Regions from separate parts of the Zea mays genome. Here all the other regions are linked to region 2. Evidence: chromatin contacts called from public Hi-C data. All regions are on one chromosome and are shown on one strand. Each heading gives the region's core, a stretch centred on a gene start, on an enhancer-like site or on the middle of the called end of the contact. The rest is flanking DNA. Distances are from core to core; before and after follow the strand shown. Region 1 holds the start of LOC103649658 (small subunit processome component 20 homolog). Region 2 holds the start of LOC100277536. Region 3 holds the start of LOC100217149 (Thioredoxin superfamily protein).

The links. A called contact is a pair of places that touch in the nucleus more often than the background predicts.
Region 1: a Hi-C map of ear shows a contact between it and region 2, with 2.3 times the contacts expected there. The contact joins the promoter of LOC103649658 here to the promoter of LOC100277536 in region 2. A contact is called at or near these places in 11 of 25 Hi-C or Micro-C datasets (bundle sheath, ear, endosperm and 4 more).
Region 3: a contact with region 2 is called in a Hi-C map of endosperm, with 2.1 times the contacts expected there. The contact joins the promoter of LOC100217149 here to the promoter of LOC100277536 in region 2. A contact is called at or near these places in 5 of 25 Hi-C or Micro-C datasets (bundle sheath, ear, endosperm and 2 more).

The regions. Positions count from the first base shown.
Region 1 is chr3:8,762,860-8,767,317 of Zm-B73-REFERENCE-NAM-5.0, forward strand. LOC103649658 (small subunit processome component 20 homolog) reads left to right here and starts at 3,017. Exons shown (of 31, transcript XM_035966143.1): 1 at 3,017-3,292; 2 at 3,392-3,514. The coding sequence starts at 3,224.
Region 2 is chr3:8,573,299-8,577,344 of Zm-B73-REFERENCE-NAM-5.0, forward strand. It overlaps LOC100277536, which reads right to left and starts at 1,760. Exons shown (of 12, transcript NM_001151067.2): 1 at 1,614-1,760; 2 at 1,316-1,380; 3 at 1,146-1,199; 4 at 908-1,004. The coding sequence starts at 1,671.
Region 3 is chr3:8,708,600-8,712,530 of Zm-B73-REFERENCE-NAM-5.0, forward strand. It overlaps LOC100217149 (Thioredoxin superfamily protein), which reads left to right and starts at 1,948. Exons shown (of 4, transcript NM_001143515.1): 1 at 1,948-2,315; 2 at 2,673-2,816. The coding sequence starts at 2,074.

The sequences.
Region 1 (4,458 bases), core at 1,767-4,266, 190 kb after region 2:
GATCTTTATGGCTGTATTATTTCAATTGACAGCCTGCACCTAATCTTCTTTAATCTGTGAACAAAAAGGTTTCTCATTGACTATTGTCTACTGCAGAGTGAGGTTTTGAAGGTGACTCTTGCAACTGACGTCGTGAACTTAGTGTGAATATCTGTTGGATGGGCAAGCAAGTTTCCAACCCCATGCCCTCCCATCGATTGTGCTGCCTGATCCGGCTAGAGTTTATTAGGACTCGCAGCTAACTCGGAGTTCACTGCTGTAAATATGGGTAACACCCTGCCAATGCACGATATGTCGGAATCCACAGGTAAAATCGAATCTATGTTGCTTCAAAAGTTATTCCCTTTTGTCTGTTCTCGGCTAGAACAAGGTCTGGTCAAAATAAGAATGTTTTTTGTTCCATTTTAGTTGGAGTTTGGGTTTTCAAATCTAGGCCAGATTAGTTGGATTTAATAATTTGGTTTCTAAGGTGCAGCAGCCATATGATCTCCCAACAAGGAGGATCTTGCAACAACGACATTGATCAAGAATTGGATGTTGGAAATTATGGTTTGGCATTGTTACTTCTCTTACTCCTGTTTCATGTCCCAATCTGAGGTGACTCGTGTTGGTAATCATGTAATTTTTCCTTCGTGCTTCTATTCTTCCTATACGCTTTAGGCATGGCATGTTGTGCACTAACATTTTGATTAACAATACAACACATGGTCATACATATGGTATTGTTGCACTATTTTTTTGTTGCAACGCACGAGTATTCAACCAGGGCATCTTAGATTGGGAGTGGGAGGAGGACGAGGAGATGATTTGGTGCTACCAGGGTCAGGCCCCATCTCCTAGAAATGGATCTTCCTCCTTTGCATGGGCAGCTTGTGCATCGGGCTACTCTTCACCAACAGGTACCCTCATCCTCCCCCTTCTTGTGGCTCTTGATTTAGTGTTTTCAACTCGTCTCTATGGTTTGTTCTTGCAAAATCTCATAACACATGGTCACAAATACACTGACATCAATCTGTCATGACATGCCTTTATTTGCTAGACAAAGATCGTTTTATCCCGTGTGTTTGCAGAGCGGGCAGCCCGTCTCCCGCTGACAACACAACCACAGTAGTAGTGCACTACGCCCTGTGCTTTTTCACTCTCACCGAGCTTGCTCAACGACTGAGTCATCTACAATTGAGTGACAAAATAAAATCAGTAAAATTGCAAAAGAGCATTACATCCATATTTTTAGATAAAACATGTTACCAAAGACATTATTGTATTCAGGCGTTAAACAACATGTATCTTGCAGATTTACCATTATCCAGGCTTAATCTTTACTACTCTATAAGAGAGCAAACTAGGCATCCACCTACTTCACCGTGCCTCCGCTCCCGTGATTCGCGTGCCCCCGCCCCCGTGATCCATCTTCGCCCGATGCCCGCATGTGCTCCTTCGTCCTCGCCCGCCGTCCTTCCGTCGTCCTCCCCCGTGATTCATCTTCGCCCGCATGTGCTCCTTCGTCCTCGCCCGCGCCGCCACACCTCCCCCGAAACCTCGCCGCCACCCCTCCACACGCTCCTTATCACCCACATCCTGCCTCCCTCATCTCCAGTGCTTCTCTCGCCTCCTCTGTGCACACCTCGCCGCAGGGTGCGTCCTCAAGCTCGATCCCTCCCCGGCCTGTTCGTCATGACCTCTCGCCCTGCCGGCAACGGCGCTGGCTCCCCGCGCACCGCATCCTCATCATCCCGAGCCTCGCCACAGGGTCCTTGTCCTTCGGCTGCGTCCTCTCATCGCTCTCCTCCCGCGACATCCACACCGTGGCTCTCGACCTCCCCGGTCAAGGCCTCTCTCCATCGCCGACTGCTGCGCCCGGACAAGCGCGCTCCACGGCATCATGAACTGTGGCATCTTCCACGCATGTGCGGTCTCCTTCCTCGCCCCCGCTCAAGCCCAAGCCCACAGCAGCATCGCCCCCGACGCCCCTCCCCCCGCCCTCGAGCCCCGAGACGCCATCCTGCCCCCACCCACCACACCCGCCTCCCGAGCATCGAGGTGGTGGTCGAATCGACAGAGGTCGTGTCCCCGCCGCCCGCCTCCTCGCTAGCTCCATCCGCCCCTCGCAGCCCTCTGGCCTCGCCCAGCCGAGCTCCCTCCTACTCGTCGCCTCGTCTAGGGCTAGGGTCGTCGTCTCTGCCCTGCGGGCACTGAAGCCCTCTGTGGTGCCACTCAGCGCCCCCATCGACCAATAGTGTTCCTATAAAGCTAATCAGAAAGATGTAAATGTTGAACAGAGGCTGTCTTTGGAGATCCGGGTTCACAGGGAGCGCTGGTCCGTGCTTAGTTTATCCATTTATTGTGTAGTTTACCTTTGAGAGAATCATGTCCCTCCTTTTTGCTACTTAATATTAGGTTCATGTTATTTTGGTATTGTTAGATACTTGGATTGGCCCTTAAGGCAAAATCGTGTGTTTGTGATACATGATGTGTGAAAGCAGTTAGGCAGTTCAATTAGGCACAAGTTTTTTTTACCTAAAAAAGTTAGCCCTTAGCACGATGTGACAAGCTACGATTGTGCATTTGTGCTTCTTCCATATTGTTCTCGATAATTTAGCTCTTCCTCAATGAAGTGCTGCAAATTATTAGATTCTTGTGGCAGTGTCCACAATGGGGCTTGTGATTTCTGCAGTGTGAACTGATTCCACATTTCTACTAGCTTTTGAGTTGCAGAAATTACAGGTCAACTAATACAACAAGGTTTATATGAAGCTTAAACAGCCTCATAAAAAATCCATTGTAGGCTTGTATACAAATTAATGCCACAGTTCAGGCGACATAGTGATTGAGTGAATGGGGATAGAGGAACCACGCCGACGTCTAAAGCCTAGTTCGGCGTCAAGATCTATGGTGCCGAGCTAGGTGCCACGTCAGTGGGGCCAGTATTTCGGCATCATGGATTGTGGCGTCGGTGTGTTCGGCATCAAGGCCATGACGCCGAGCAGATGATCCAAAACTGAGAAATAATTCTTTCAGGAGGCTAGATGTAAAATTTCTTCGAAAAAGGGCTAAACTGTAAAATTTTGGGTCACGGCCTCCCTCGAAACCCTAGGCCACAAGCAAAACTCTGCTCCTCGCTTAAACCCGCGAGCCTCCGGACCCGGATGTTGTTCCGGTTCCGCCCGGCCCCCTCGTAGCCATCGCCTCCTTTTAGCGCCGCCATCCCACCTCGCCGGCGGCCATGGCGACCCCGTCTTATGCGGCGGTGAAGTGCCTCAACACGTCCTCGTCCAGCCGCAAGCGTTTCTCGGTACGCCTCTTCTCCGACTGCTGGCTGTTCCGCTAACACAGAATCCAGCTCGCGGAAGAGTTTTATGGATGCTAATGAGCTATGTGTTTCTTTCCGCAGTTTAAGAGCTTCTCGCAGCGGGTGGAGGAGATCGACATCGATGTGTACCGCAGCCTCCACACACTGAAGGCGGAGCCATCCAGCGGATCGTCCTTCTTCCTCGACGCAATTGTGGAGTGGAGGGTATGCGACCTTTTCTTTTTCTTGCCTCGTTTATTTCAATCTCTGTCATCTCTAGATACACTTTGGAAGTAACATGGGAGCTTAATTTGGTGCTTAGAGCATCAGAAAGGGTTTAATTGCCTTAATCGTTGTCTGCTGTGTTGCCCTGAGTGTTATATTGTGTAATATAGTCAGGATTACATCCAATAAAAATGGAAACATCTTCGAAATTCCACTCAGTGTGGAATGGACCTTAGTTCCATCTATTTTGTTTATTTCTTTTGATTGAAGAATTAACAGAATTCAAGGCTGTTCACAAACTGCACAAGGCCATGGGCAAAATTTTGTTCACAAATCGCACAAGCACAACTTTTGCTAACTCTATCTAGTAGAAGCATAGAATACCTAAAAGTTTGAGGGCATGTTTGGTTTCCTACCTAAGGCGCCACAATCTGCCTAACCTTAGGCGCTCGAATTGAAGAACTAAGGTTAGGCAGAAAAGTTTGGCACATTGTGGCGTCTTAGGCACCAAACCAAACAACCCCTGAATCCATCCTGCTGCCACGCTGCCACCCCCTCCCAAACAATTGATTTACTTAACTTTTTTGTACCTCAGCATTCCCCAGCATTCTCTGTTGCCATGCTTAAGCTGCATCATGCCTCAATCACCTTACTGGCCAATGCCTGCTCCATGGTTGGCTAGGTTTTTTTCTGCCCCGTGTCTTGGTCCACCACTATGCATGGCTTGAGTGAAATGCAACACTCTCGACTCGAATTCCACCATTGGATTGCTCCCACCATCGTACTCACCTCGCATCACCTGCTACTGACAAAATCACACCACCATATATGTTTTCACTTCATACTTGCACTTTGTGTGTGTGTTACAGTTCGATCAACTTCTGTGGCTTCCATCATATTTGATGCAGGGCACAGAGGTGCCAATATGGAAAAGGGCAGTGAAC
Region 2 (4,046 bases), core at 510-3,009:
TGCACCAACTAATTTAACCTAAAAGTTTAAGCTAGTAGAATAAGGTGGACAATTCACTTATTGTATATTTCAACACTTCCCGCTCATATTGAGGCTCACTTAGCTATCAAACGTGAAATAGAAGCAAACAACAATTATTTTATTTAATTGTGTTAATAACTAGGGTTTGAACTCAAAATATCTGGCTTTGATACTCTATTAAGTTGCATGCGACAATCAGTTCTGTTGACACCTTTTTGGAGGCGCCAATTACTCAAGAGAACCAGCGGCGGTGCTCTCTGGTCAGGCGCGGACGGTCCGCGACCCAAGGCCGGACGGTCCGCGACCTGGCGCGAGGCGGCGGTGCTCTCTGGTCAGGCGCGGACGGTCCGCGGCGCAGGGCCGGACGGTCCGCGACCTGGTGCAGGAGCTCGGTTTCCCTGCCTGACGGCCGGACGGTCCGCGCCCTAGGGCCGGACTGTCCGCGCGTGCGCAGGGGCAGCGGAAGATCGCCGGCGGCGCCCTCAGGGCCGGACAGTCCGCCGGCTCATTTTGGTGTCAAACAAGTTCAATAAAAAAAACTTAAGCTGGTAAAAAGAGGTGGACAATTCACTGATATTATATCCCACGGAAAGAACGTTCCATTTACAGGTTTACTTTAACACACGTTCTTACGTGTGCGTGTGTTTGTATGCAAAGTAGCGGGATTTCAACGTTTAGAGTGGGGAAGAATAAATTAAAGATATTTTCAGTTTGTGCTCATGCAATATGAGGGTTGGATTTAGTAAAGCATAAGCATATGCATGCCAAGCCTGCACAATGCATGTTATTAAGACATGATTGGATGGTACATATGTAATTGTAAGACAGGAACCTGACAGCCGAACAATCAGATTCAAGCACGGTATATATAGTTATGGTGACAGACCTACTCCGTTTCCTGTATCAACATGAATCATCGGTTGTGAGATTCTTGTCGCGATGTGATTAATTTCCTTGGTCATTTGAGCAAGTGCTTTAGCCACCTAAATAAAACAGATTGAAAGCCACAAAAAACATGGTGTTACATTAATTATACTACTAGCACAAGGTGCACCGTGCACGCATGCTGCGTCTCTTCATGTACGAGCAGAAGCAGGGCGTTGCGCGATGCACGCGTGACGTACCACTGTGTTAACGTCGTCGTTGACGGCGGCCGCCCCCTTCTCGCTAAGAGACTCCTGCGACGCCAGGATCATCAGTTAATCATCAAACGCGGATCAGAATTGAATTCAAGCACACGATGCAAACACGCCGCATGGGTAGATCGATCGGAGCCGCGCGCCGCGCCACGCACCTGAAGATCGCGGAGGAGCTCGCCGAGTTTGCCGCTGCGGACAGCGATGGGGCCGCCGACAGCACCTGCACGATCGATCGTATCGGATGGTAGATGAGAAAAAGAAAGGAGGAGAAAAAAAACTAAAGGCGCGCGTGTGGGCGTGAGCAACGGCGAGCGAGCGCGCGCGTACTAACTACTGAGCACAGGAAATAAAGGCTAGCTCGATTGATCTAGTAAAACCATGGGGTAGCATGCAGCAGATCAGGCGATCGAAGAGCAAGTGCAGAACGGAGTATGGGGCGGCGGCGTTACGCACCGACGCCGATGAGGAGGACGATGCGGCCGAGGCCCATGCCGGCCTGCACCATAGCCATTGTGCTGCGTGCCCACCGCGGCGGCGGCGGATGGAACTCAGGCGGCGTGCGTGGCGAGGGAGGAGCGAGCGAACTAATAAACCCTGGCTTGCGTAGTTGCGTGGGGTTGGTTAGGCTTAAATAGGCGCGGGCGCGCGGCCGGGCTCGACTCGCGTTTGTTTTTGTACGGGGATTCGGGGAACCGAATCCTGGAATCCAGGGCGGCGCGCGTATCGAAGATGGACTCGCGGGCGCGTGCGCGGTCTATTCTTCTCAACGAACCCGTTACTGTTAAAGCATGCCTTCCAATTTATAATTTATTTGACTTTTTACCCTAAATTTGATCTGCTCGTTTTATTCAAAAAATATAATTATTATTACTATTTATTACGATATCGTTTAGAGTATAATATATTTTAAGTATGGCTTTGTTTTTTTTCTTTTTTCAAAAAAATAATAAGACGAGTCTAATCAAATTTGATAAAAAAAAGTCAAATGAATTCTAAATTGGAACGGTGTGGGTATAACTCTAAGTCTTTGGACCGATTTTAAGGGCCCGTTTGGTACAGCTCCAGCTCCTGATTCTAAGCGAGGATCTGGAGGAGCCGTGCCAAACGGGTATTTTTTAAACTGATTCTCGTGTGGAGCCGAAAGATTGGGAATCGTTTTTGTGAAGAAAGGTGGATCTAAAAAAAACTGCTCCACCATCCCTTAAAACAGCTCCTCAACCAACCAAATATGGACCTCCCTTAAAGTTTGATCGAAATTACCCGCAATTGCCATTGGACAAAAACATAACGAGCCAATTTATGGATTAAACATTTGAGAACATTTTATGCACTACTATGATGAGAATATTTTATATGTTATTGTTTCATAATTTTTTTCCGTATATGCATTCTACTTATTGGTTTGTAACAAAGTTGAGCTGCAAAGGGTAAAACAGACAATCGCTATAGACCACCAACTCTCAGCAGACAAGAATCAGTTTACTTGCCAAACGGTTTTAAAAATGATTCTGATTCTCTAGGAGAATCAGGAGGATCAGCTCCTCACGAGGATCAAGATCTAGAGCTAAAGAAGCAGGACCTGGAGCTTTGCCAAACGAACCCTAAGTATACAAGAGTAATAGTCAGACGAGAGACTATACGATACAATTCTGATTCTTTAGATCATAAATACAATTAAGAGTAAATATGTATAGAGGGTCATACAGAGACAGGCTCACTTTACTTTTCCACTTCATCTTCTAAAGACCATTTAACGTCTACGAAGGAGTGTGGTTCGTTCGACAAATTCCTACCTCTATCTGGGGTGTTTGGGTTTTGCAAAACTCCATAGAGGCATATTACATGTAGTTTTACATGCCCTTATTGTCGTCGCTGAAGTCACCCATGAAGCCGAACAACATTGAGGCCGAACAATTCTCACTTTCTTCCTCCATCTACCATTGTGGATTAGAGATCATTTTGATGTAGATATTAGAGAAGTTAAAATTGAATTAGATTTAAAAAACCAAATTTGCCAAGTATTATAAAAGGGTTGCAATACAAATATATTGTTTGGATATAACTAGAATTACAATTTTAGCCAATACAAAGGGTCTAGACTTTGAATTATGTGAGAGAACTTCTAGTTGTAGTCCAATACTAAAGAATTGAGCTTTAATTCCAACTTTGAATTCATTAGACAACTGAACATTATAATTAAAAAATCTGGGTTCTAATTCCCAATTCCAACGGGACTTCTATGAAAATATAAGTGATTTTAATTATCCAAAATATTTTAAGAGAATCTTAATCATAAAACTCTCACCTCTCATGAAACCTTCTACACATCTCTCATTCATTAAATTCCTGTCGTATCATCTATGTAACGGGGCATTTCATAAATATATAACCCAAATAAATTCCCCCACTGTGAATGGCCTGATGGCGGGCAGCCGGGCACCGCTCACTCGAGGACAACTGCGTTCATGTCCTAGCTTTGATCTGCTAGGATTTTCACCAACAAGATTAGGCAAAACAGACATCATCAGTAGTTAAATTTCCGTCAGTTTGGGAAAAAAAATTAGCTTCAACACAATACCATCTCTCATAAACCACGTATGTTGTTTTTTACACAAAAATCACTAGACTACATGTTAGGATTTATGGGCTTGGCCCAATTAAGAAATTCTAATAAATCCCAGGAAAATCTCAAAAACCCATACACGTGGATGGCTAGGGAATTGGTGGAACCAATAGCACCATATCGCTAGTTCTAGTGGAGTAGAGCTAGCTTAAATATGGAAGCCACACTCACTCACCAAGTCATGGATGAGAGGAGAGAGTGTGGAGAGCCACATGTGCTCGCTCGCCTGGCCTGGCCTGGCCTGGGCGGGGCGGGGCGAAGGG
Region 3 (3,931 bases), core at 698-3,197, 140 kb after region 2:
AGACCCTTGCAGGCATCTGAACACAAAGCTAACAAAGGCAGATCACCCACAACCTTGTGCAACTGAAGAAAGAACCATGTCCAATTTTCAGTGTTTTCTGCCTCAAAAAATCCATATGCTACTGGATACATCCAATTGTGTCCATCAACACCTATTGCACAACAAAGGTGACCATTCCACCTTCCATTAAGAGCTGTGGAGTCAACACTAAGGTATGGTCGGCACCCACCCTTGAAACCAGAAATGCATGGACCGAGCGCACAAAAAAATCTACTGAAGAAAGGACGCCCCTCATCCATTTTGACATCTAGCTCAATGATACTGTCCGGTGACTTTTGCATAACTGCTTCTCTCCAACGCCATAGTAGCTGAAAGCTCTCTTCCCAACTTCCAAATAATTCTTTCAAAGCTTTCTCTTTCCCATGCCAAACTGTGTCATACGCAATAGTACAACCAAAAGTGTCCTGCAATGTAGTTTGCAGCTCCTTGGCACCCATATGAGGTTTCTTCATTAGCAAAGGAAGGGCACGTGCCGCAACCCAAGCACCTGTAGGTGTCGTCGTCTTACGTCTACCACTAGAAGTACAAGTATGTTTGTCATTCAAGACAATTACCTGCAAAATTGGTTCAAGTGTCAATAGCTATATTGTTTGAGCACGAAAGGTACATATTAAGTGAAAAAGCTATATTCTCAGCTTACTTGAATTGTTGGAGCCCCTTTTATCTCTGGTCTGGCATGAATGCTCCAAGGGCAATCAGGCCCTTTACAATACCCTCTAAATCTAGTTTTGTTGGTAGCCTCAATTCCAAGCTCAAATTCTTTATTTATCGCGTATTGTCTAATTGCCAGTCTGAAGTGGTGCATTGTTGCATACAAGCTGCCAGGCTGCATTACTGGATTGTTCATATCATATATGGTCCTCGTCTCATCAAGCACTGCATCAGAACACGGAATGCCTGCTCCCATATCTTCTTCACAAGAATTGCTATTTCCAAAACAGGGAGCACTTGAATCTTCTTGCCTTCTATCATCTTGAGTATCCAATCCAAGCTGATAATATAGACCTTTTTCACTAGTTACATGATTTCTTCCTTCTTCGTTGTTGGTTTCTTCCACCAATATTGAATCCCAATCAATATCATGAATTCCATGCCCATCCCCCTATTAACCAATAGCAGTTCAAATACATTACATAACAACTAAATTGCATAAAATAAATTCAAACTACTAACCACTGTAGGCTGTGTGCCAATACAAGTCAGTGGCCACTGGTGTTCTTCGACAGTGCTTGCAATCGTTTCGTCCATTGGGGGTACTGCCTCATTGTTCGAAGTATTATTCATACTAAATACACTGCACATACAATATATTCTCATTGCCACAGTAACATCGAAATGGAAGTGCCAGTTCCAAATCACATCGAAAATGTACTACGCTAATTAGTCAGCCGACGCTAACTGGAAAGGATCGACGCAAAGGAAATTATTACCAAAGACGGCGGCGTTGGAGTGCCTCTACGTCCAATGGACCACCAGCGCAGGAACAGCAGAGGCAGGGAAGCGCGAGATCCGGTACGCGCGGGAAAGGACCGCGGCAAAGAATGCGCTCGACGAAGACGACGGCCTGCACCCAGTGCGCGCGGGGACGACCGGCCCAGCTCGAGGTAGACGACGGCCTGCACCCAGAGCGCGCCGGGACGAACGGAAGAGCTCAGCTCGAGGAAGACGACGTCGAGGGCGAGCAAGAGGAGAGAAGAATGGAATACGGGAGACTGACGGGAGAGGAATACGGGAGAGGAAGACGACGTCCAAGGCCGGCAAATTCCTAACGGAGCGGAACGGAGCGAGGGCAGCACGGGAACGAGAGAGTTCCTAATGACCATTAACCGACCGCAATGCCAAATTTGCAAAAGTCGGAAGATTTGGATGCCACGCCTACAATTGCCACGACGGCGGTGCCAAATATTTGAAGCCCGCCCACGGCGGTGTCATGTTTGCAAAATTCTCTCCATTCGCCGGTTTTGCGCATCCCCTCCCTCCCTCCATCTCTCTCTGCGTTCGTGGTGCTCGGCCATGGCGGACTACCACTTCGTGTACAAGGACGTTGAGGGGGCGAGCACACAGTGGGACGATATCCAGCGCCGCCTCGGGAACCTGCCCCCGAAGCCGGAGCCCTTCAAGCCGCCGCCCTTCGCCCCCAAGGTCGACGCCGGCGAGCAGCCCAAGTCCAAGGAATGGCTCGACGAGCGCGAGGCCGAAGAGCTCGAGGAACTCGAGGACGACCTTGATGACGACCGCTTCCTCGAGCAGTACAGGTAGGGCCTTTCCGTAGGCTCGATCCGGTCTGCGGTCTGATTGCTGATCCGTGATACTGTCTTTTTCCCCCGTTTGTTATTGGGTGAATCTTAGGATGCTCTGGCGCCTGCCGCGTTTGATTGATCTGATCTGACCAGCGTGGCCAATTGCTATAATTCGTGTGCTCCTGACAGTAACCTGATGTATTTCTGTTGTTGATGCGGATTCCTCGTAGTAGTACCGAGCTTTGGATTATTCGATTCGGATGGCAAAACTGCGAAGCGAGTTGTTAGGAGTCCCAAGTATATAACTATCTCGATTAGTTTGGCATAGCTGGGAAGTGATTGTGACGATTTGATGTAATTTGATGCCTGCAGGAAGATGAGGCTTGCCGAGCTGAGGGAGGCCGCAAAAGCCGCGCGATTTGGTAGTATAGTTCCCATCACTGGCTCGGACTTCGTGCGGGAGGTGTCTCAGGCACCATCAGAAGTTTGGGTTGTGGTCTTCCTCTACAAGGATGGGTAACTATTTCTTCATTCAGTTTGCTGCATCCTTTTCTATGATTTGTTTTGTAGGATTCGACCAAACCTCTCTGGAAGCGGATTGAACTTAATTCATATTTTTACTGCACTTTATTTAGTTGTGTTGGATTTCTATGGGATGTTGCCTGAAAAGACTAGGCAAGTATGGAATTTTACTATGGTTGGCTGGATTTTATGAATTATGATATTCTTGTGTTGTCCGTCGTAGCCAGAGATTTTATTGCAGTGAAATAGATTCAGCATTGCCTGCCTTCAATATAAGGTGATTTGTGAGCATGCTTTCTTTTTTTCTCGGACGCCCACGAGAGCTGCGTTTCATTTCATTGATCGATAGAAAAGAAAAAAAACAATCGCACCTGATTCCACGTCTGGTGTTAGTTTTTTGCATGAACGCGCCTGTTTAAAGAATACATACAGCCCCTACTGGCCGGTCACCTAGTCAGGTCGTCCAAGCAGCACACGTGGTCTTCACACCTGCCATGATCCAGAAATGTGCCTGCTCGCTTGCCTCCTGTATTACTGCTGAGATCGACGGTGGGATTCCATCAAATACACATCGGCTCCATGTTTCCATAGAATCCATGCCAGGAGGATCACCAGGGAATTGAGGCCCTTCCTTGCCACCGTTGGAGCCTTCTGTGTCGCCTTGCACCATCATATTGTCCATGGATGGTTCTAGTGCTTGTATGCCAAACTTGCCAAGAGCAATGGACCAAACCTGGCAGGAGAAGACACAGGTTGACATGAGGGCTTCCTCCTGAGAAACAAAGCGGGCAGCAGGGTGGGTGCGACCAGACTGCAATGTCTCTGTCCAGCATCTGTTATCCGTTGCTAGCCACTGAAAGAACTTGCAGCGAAGGGGCACCCAAGACCTCCAAAGTTACTTGCATGGTTCAAAAGAAGTGGAGCCGACAAAGAAGTGAGCATGCTTTCATGACCATGTAACAAATAGATAGCCTTTCAATTGTTCCGCCATGGTTATCACTGTGCCCTGGCTAGGCGCGCCTGGACTGGACGCCTAGGCACCAGCCTAGACGACAGTTAGGCGACCAACTAGTTCAGATATGAAGGTTAATTGTACTTCAAGTTTCCTA